Regions from separate parts of the Zea mays genome. Here region 1 is linked to region 2. The links are chromatin contacts, called in public Hi-C maps. All regions are on one chromosome and are shown on one strand. Each heading gives the region's core, a stretch centred on a gene start, on an enhancer-like site or on the middle of the called end of the contact. The rest is flanking DNA. Distances are from core to core; before and after follow the strand shown. Region 1 holds the start of lox2 (linoleate 9S-lipoxygenase2). Region 2 holds the start of LOC100282317.

Region 1 (3,324 bases), core at 707-3,206, 210 kb after region 2:
GCAGTCTTTGGCTGCTCGAGCCATCTCTTCTCCAACTCGATTTTTTCTGTTTCCAGCACTTAAACACAATACATTAGTCCATAAAACAATGTACTAAGTCTGAGAAACATACCTTTATCCTTGATTTGTACTTTGTCCACCTTTTTACACTTAGGCACTCGTGTTGGACACTAAACCACCAAAATACTTAGAAATGGCCCAAGGGCACATTTCCCTTTCAGTATGGTGGAGCGAGCCAGATGGGACACCGGTCTTGTTCCCCGTAGCCTGAGTCAGCTCGGGGTAGGGTAATGATGGCGCCTCCTGACGACGTGGTCGGTCCGTGCCCTAGGTTGGGTGAGGTGGAGGCTCCTCCGAGGTCGAGGTCGAGTCTGTCTTCCAAGGTCGAGGTCGAGTCCGGGCCCCCGGGTCGGACAAGGCGGAGACCGTCGGCTGAGGCCGGGGCTGAGTCCGAGCCCTGGGGTCGGGCGAAGCGGAGTTCGTCGTCCTTCGGGGCTGAGCCCGAGTCCAAGCCCTTGGGTCGGGCAGAGCGGAGTTCGTCGTCTTCCGGGGCTGAGCCCGTGTCCGAGCCATGGGGTCGGGCGAAGCGGAGTTCGTCGTCTTCCGGGGCTGAGCCCGTGTCCGAGCAATGGGGTCGGGCGGAGCGGAATTCGTCGTCTTCCGGGGCTGAGCCCGTGTCCGAGCCCTGGGGTCGGGCTAAGCGGAGTTCGTCGTCTTCCGGGGCTGAGCCCGTGTCCGAGCCCTGGGGTCGGGCGAAGCGGAGTTTCCTATGACGTCTGAGGCCAGACTTGGCTGCTGTCAGCCTCACTCTGTCGAGTAGCTCAGCAGTCGGAGCGGAGCAGGCGGCGCCGTCCTCTTGTCAGACCGGTCAGTGGAGCAGCGAAGTGACTGCGGTCACTTCGGCTTTGTCGACTGGAGGGCGTGCGTCAGGATAAAGGTGTCAGTCCACCTTTGCATTAAATGCCCCTGCGATTTGGTCGGTTGGCGTGGCGATATGGCCAAGGTTGCTTCTTGGTGAAGACTGGGCCTCGGGCGAGCCGAAGGTGTGTCCGTTGCTGGAGGGCGAGACGTAGATCCTCCGGGGTCGGCTGCCCTTGCTTAAGACTGGGCTCGGGCGAGGCATGATCGCATCCCTCGAATGGACCGATCCTTGACTTAATCGCACCAATCAGGCCTTTGCAGCTTTGTGCTGATGGGGGTTACCAGCTGAGATTGAGGAGCCTTGAGGGTACCCCTAATTATGGTCCCCGATAAGCACCAACTATTTCCCCCAAAACACAGATGATCTTTGCAAGTGTCCTTCAATGTATAAAATAATTTAATGAAGTATATCGATGATCTGCACCATAGAAATTAGATTTTATTTTACAAATTATATTGCTTCTTATTTGTTTGAGTCATATAAAATTTTGTTATTTTTATTAATTGTGTATTTTTATAGTTGCTTAATGACGCGTTTGATGAATTTTTCCTTAATAAAACATCATGTTTTTATTCTAAATAAAAGTATATAAAAAAAGTTGATGTAGCGCTCATGTGATTATAAACTAACGATAAAGATTATGAATTGCAGCAGATAAAGACTAACGACAGTCTACAGTATGATCGATAACCTAACAATCGTTAGGCCTTGTTCGGTTTGAATTGGATTGAGGGTGATTAGAGCGGATTAAATCGAATTGTTAGGGTAAGTAGATCCAGACTTAATTGAGCCAACGTCGACTAGTCCTCTATAGTTTACACACGGAGACGTGACGCACGTTGTTTTTCACTAGGTCCAGCCTTAATTGCGGCGACATCCAGTACTAGTACTAATACACTGTAGTTGGCACACACGGAGACGTGTATCACGTTGTTTTATTATTTCGAATCATCATGCTCAACCTCGACATCTTATTCTTCATGAGGCCGCAGTTCGTCTCCCGCTCTATAAATAGCTGGCCTGCTCGCTCATCCATCACTCACTCACTCACTCATTCACTCACACAGCAAATACCCACAGTCCACAGCAAGAACCGAAGATGTTCGGAAACATCGGAAAGATCCCGATCATCGGCGACCTGACGGGCAGCAACAAGAATGCGCACCTCAAGGGCAACCTGGTGCTCATGCGCAAGACCGTGCTCGGCTTCGACGTCACCAGCATCGCCGGCTCCCTCATGGACGGCCTCGGCGAGTTCCTCGGCCGCGGCGTCACCTGCCAACTCGTCAGCTCCACCGTCGTCGACCCCAGTAAGAGAAACCGACAAAAACAAAACTAGTAGAACTACGGCTACGGGTGCTGACCCTGAGACAACCATCGCGACGAAAACGATGACCCATCGAGACAACGAGCGGATCTAGCTAGAGTCTGGACAAATTAAGAACGGATAATTACTTTTATTTACACTAATATGTACAGTATGCAGTAGTAGGTACTAGTAGCAAGGAGTACATTTTACACGCCGCTCTGAATGATGATATTGACGCTGACCCTGACGTTGACCGGCGCCGGCGTGTGCAGACAACGGGAACCGCGGGAAGGTGGGTCAGGAGGCGAGCCTGGAGCAGTGGCTGCTGCACCCGCCGCCGCTTCTGGCCGGCGAGGACCAGTTCCGCGTCACCTTCGACTGGGAGGTGGAGAAGCACGGCGTCCCGGGCGCCATCATCGTGAAGAACAACCACGCCTCCGAGTTCTTCCTCAAGACCATCACCATCGACGACGTCCCCGGCCACGGCCCCATCGTCTTCGTCGCCAACTCATGGGTGTACCCGCAGTACAAGTACCGCTACAACCGCGTCTTCTTCTCCAACGACGTGAGTACCCCGTCGTCCGTCTCCGTCCATTAGCGAACCAAGGAGCAGAGCCATCGATCGGTTGACATGAACACACACGCATTCTCCTTTCTATGCGACGTACGCACACGCAGACGTACCTCCCCAGCCAGATGCCGGCGGCGCTGAAGCCTTACCGCGACGACGAGCTCCGCAACCTGAGGGGCGACGACCAGCAGGGCCCGTACCAGGAGCACGACCGCGTCTACCGCTACGACGTCTACAACGACCTCGGCAACCCCGACGCCAAAAACCCGCGCCCCGTCCTCGGCGGCTCCAAGCACCACCCCTACCCGCGCCGCGGCCGCACGGGCCGGAAGCCGACGCAGACAGACCCCAACAGCGAGAGCAGGCTGACGCTGACCGACGGCGACGTCTACGTGCCGCGCGACGAGCGCTTCGGCCACATCAAGAACTCCGACTTCTACGGCTACACCATCAAGGCGTTCGTCGACGGCCTGGTGCCCATCCTGGAAGGCTACCTCCTCGGCATCGAGTTCAACTCCTTCA
Region 2 (3,684 bases), core at 538-3,037:
ATACCAGTTTCCTCATGCACACCTCAATAATTGCACCAGAAAATGTGAGCTGAAACAGGCAACAGCAAACAGTCAGATGTTATATCCAGTAGAACTAAAGAACCTTCTAAGACCCATGCTCATCCAAAAAAAGAGCACTGTTTAAGTCTTATTTACTGGCGCTATTCAGGGCCTCTAACATTCAAGTAATGCCTTGAACATATGTCATTATTTCAGCCCAATAAAGATCGATACTCATTTTGAAAATGATACATGTATGGTCATCCCTATAAGATCCAATAACTATTCAGTATCGACATAAACCAACATAAAAACTTGAACTGTAAATCCTAAAACAAAGAAAGGCACAGCAGGTAAAAGATATAGTCTTCCTTATGCCAATTCATGGAGATTCATAGTTAATACCTTGCTGATAGAATCATCTGAATCCTCGGTGCAACATTTATGGCAATCCTCCACCAGCTCTGCACAGAACCAAAGTGTTGTTTAGATTTGAAACAATCATATGGCATAACGCATAAATAGCAGATGTGGAAATGAGTCCACCCCTAGTTTCTTTGCTGTGACTAATGGAGTCATGTAGCAACTGGAACAAAAGATATTGCAAGAAGCAACAAACAGAGCTGGCAAAATATATTCCTCCAAATTAAAGTGTTCAGTTGGTGACAATAAGGTTGTTTCCAGTCCATTCTGATGCAGGTAGCTTCAGCTCTTTGACTCTGTCTTCAAGACTAATATTGCTCGGCTTTTATAGAAGGCAGATTAAGGCCTCGCATCATCTGGATAACACGAGTTCAGAGTTCTATAGAGTATAGAGTGCTACTAGGGGGCTAACCCAAATAGTGAGGACAATGCATAACCAGCACCACCTGATCTACAATTTCTGAGCTAAGAGCAAAACCTAAAGTTTTTTAGTCCAATCAACATAGGTTCATAAAGCCTCCACTAATCCCAGAAATCCATTTCGCTGCCCGTTTCAAGTTTTATTAAAAGAAAAAAAAAACGAACCTCTCATCAGGACTGCAAAAAAAAAGAATCGTGGGGAAATCTGAAATCCATCAATGCTCAGTGAGCTAATCCTAAAGTTCTCTCGTGATTTAATACGATTCGTCAACTAGGTCGTGGTTGGTATGTCGTCTAAAAATCGCTCTCAACAGTAACCACCCTCAATAAGAAGGTTTGGCATTTAAAGTGATCCGATTTCTAAGCCTGCCTGCAAGATACGCAGCGAACGTCAAACCGCTCCTCGCAGATTCCACATCCGAGATGAGAAAGCTGACATATTCGGAATTTCGGATCCGAACGACCCCTCCCTGCTCCTACGGCTACGTGTTCCCGGTTGAGATCGGAAATCCAATCAGCACTCAGCAGCAGCGCACCGAGTGCGTGGTGTCGCGCGCCGGAGGGACGATCCGGGCGTACCTTGGTCCTTGACGAACTCGGAGAGCGCGTTGCAGTCGGAGCAGAGAGCGAGGCCGGTGAACCCCAGGTCCTCGCACTCCCTCGCCCCGAGCCGCTCGCCGCGGCAGAGGCCGGAGCAGCACACGAGGACCAGGGCGACGGCCGCCGCCGCCACGGGGAGATACGACCGATCCATATCTCCTCCCCCGCGCCCCCCGACTAGCGTGCTGCCTGGACTCCGGAGCTGCCGCAAGCACCACCACGACGACGACGACGACGACTAGAGGCAGGCCGGCCGTGCGGTTTCCGGCTTCCCCTGGTCTTTCGAGCCGTGAACAAGCGGCCTGCGGTCCGCGGCGTAGATGGGCCTTCTCTGTATGCAAGATGCAGATACGGTCGGGCCTCGATATGGTTCGGCCCAATTTTCCATTGCTCGCTGTTCAGGTCCAGTGCGGCCGCTCGGAACTGACTAGTAGAGTATCTCTATAGATTCTGAATTCTGAACTCTGAATCTGACTGAAGCCTGGAGCCCTGGACCATCACGATCTGTGTAGTGAAAATCTGAGAAAATTGAGTGCGTTTATTGTTCGTCGCCAATAGCACACCATGCCATCATGAACTCATCGATCACGAAAATCCAGCCAACATCACCACTCGTCCGTCAGTCATAGGGATGGCAATGGGTACCCGAAACCCGATGGGTAAAAACCCTATTAGAGCATGGATATGACAGATTTTGATATCCATAAGTATTTTATTAGGTCATTTGTTATGCCCATCGGGTACGGTGGGCGTAGGTATGTTCTCTGTTGCCCCATACTCGCTGTCCGATGGGGAACCCGCTAATATATTCAAATATTAAGTATTGTGTATTGAACAATTAGATTTGAAGGCATGATTTTGTCCACAATTTTATAGAATCAATGCTATGTTTTATGTGATTTGAAGGCATGATATTGCCATTTAATGTTGAATATTGTTGAACCTATGATAAAATTAGGTTGGGTTCGATACATTTGTTATGCTGGTACTTATTTTTGTGATTCAAATAATCATGTCTATCGTAATGTTAATGGGTATGAGTACCCGACGGGTACCCGCTACCCATGGTGGGTATGTGTATGGCGTAATTTTGTACCCACGATAGGTAGTGGGTATAGGTATAGGTCAATTTTTTTCTAGTGGGTATGAGTATGGCTTCGTATGTCCACCGGGTACCTTACCCACTGCCATCCCTAGTCAGTCGCACTGATCAGCTCGCGGCAACAAAGCACAGGCAGAACTGGGAGCACGGCATGTTCCGACCACCGTCCACATGGCTCGGCCCTTCTTCTTGGGCACGCACGCCGTGTTGCCATGTGATGCAGCGAAGAGGCTCCTGCTCCTGCTCCTGCGATGCACACGCTGTCCGCTGGCTGTAATCCATGCAGATGCAGGTGCAGGTGCGTGGGTTCAGACTTGAGAGCTGGAAGCCCACTGGTTTTGAACACCGTCCTTGGCACCACTGTACTACTAGCTTTGTTTAATCACGTCGGGTCGGCTAACCATAGATTAATATCGCCGTCGGTGTCCGGTGATTGCATCTCGTCTCATGATCGATGATGATTGATGAGAGAATGAGAGCTCGCGGTTTTCACGCGTCGGTCGGTGCGGGACAGGTCAGATTTGCCATCTCTGACGGAAAAACAAATTCTAAAGTTCTCAACTTCATCAGCGGCTACTTGTTTTAAAAATTTTCCTCCTTGCGTCGTCGGGGCAGATCAGGCCTGAAAACAGCGTGACTCGATCGGGCGTCAAAAAGGTGACGAGACAAAGCCGGCCGTCAGGCAGGCAGGCTGGAATACGAGGAAGCAAGTCAATACACGGGTGCTCCTTCCCTACACCCTATCCTAGCAGGCAGAAGCTGGCTTTGGCTCGCGGAAGAGGATTAAAAGAAAAAAGTCGAAGCCATCGCTGTTGATCTAGCTGGTGGCTGCTGAAGTGGGGCGTTGGAGACCAGGAAGAATCCTGTCCGTGGACAGCTGACTACTGTACTATGCCCCAACTCGGCCTCGGGTTGGAACTTTGAACGGCGGAAGTCCTAACCCGTGCTCTCGTCCCGTCAGCGTCGCCCACACGGCCACACCCACCAGAGGTCCCAGAGGACAAGTTCCTGCGCGCGGAAAGGCATAGTGCTTGGCCCCATCACGGCGTGTTCCATTCCAAGCACGGGTGGGAACTGTTGGTGCTAATTGCTAAGTACTCCCTTTATCACGAAAATAAAGGCAGCTCATCCTCGTCGTA

What was found. Hi-C and Micro-C count contacts between places; a contact is called where the count stands out from the background.
Region 1: a contact with region 2 is called in a Hi-C map of bundle sheath, with 2.8 times the contacts expected there. The contact joins the promoter of lox2 here to the promoter of LOC100282317 in region 2. A contact is called at or near these places in 4 of 25 Hi-C or Micro-C datasets (bundle sheath, leaf and leaf mesophyll).

Annotation. Positions count from the first base shown.
Region 1 is chr3:173,294,692-173,298,015 of Zm-B73-REFERENCE-NAM-5.0, forward strand. lox2 (linoleate 9S-lipoxygenase2) reads left to right here and starts at 1,957. Exons shown (of 6, transcript NM_001112503.2): 1 at 1,957-2,232; 2 at 2,504-2,796; 3 at 2,910-3,324. The coding sequence starts at 2,022.
Region 2 is chr3:173,089,410-173,093,093 of Zm-B73-REFERENCE-NAM-5.0, forward strand. It overlaps LOC100282317, which reads right to left and starts at 1,788. Exons shown (of 4, transcript NM_001351129.1): 1 at 1,423-1,788; 2 at 406-464; 3 at 1-49. The coding sequence starts at 1,597.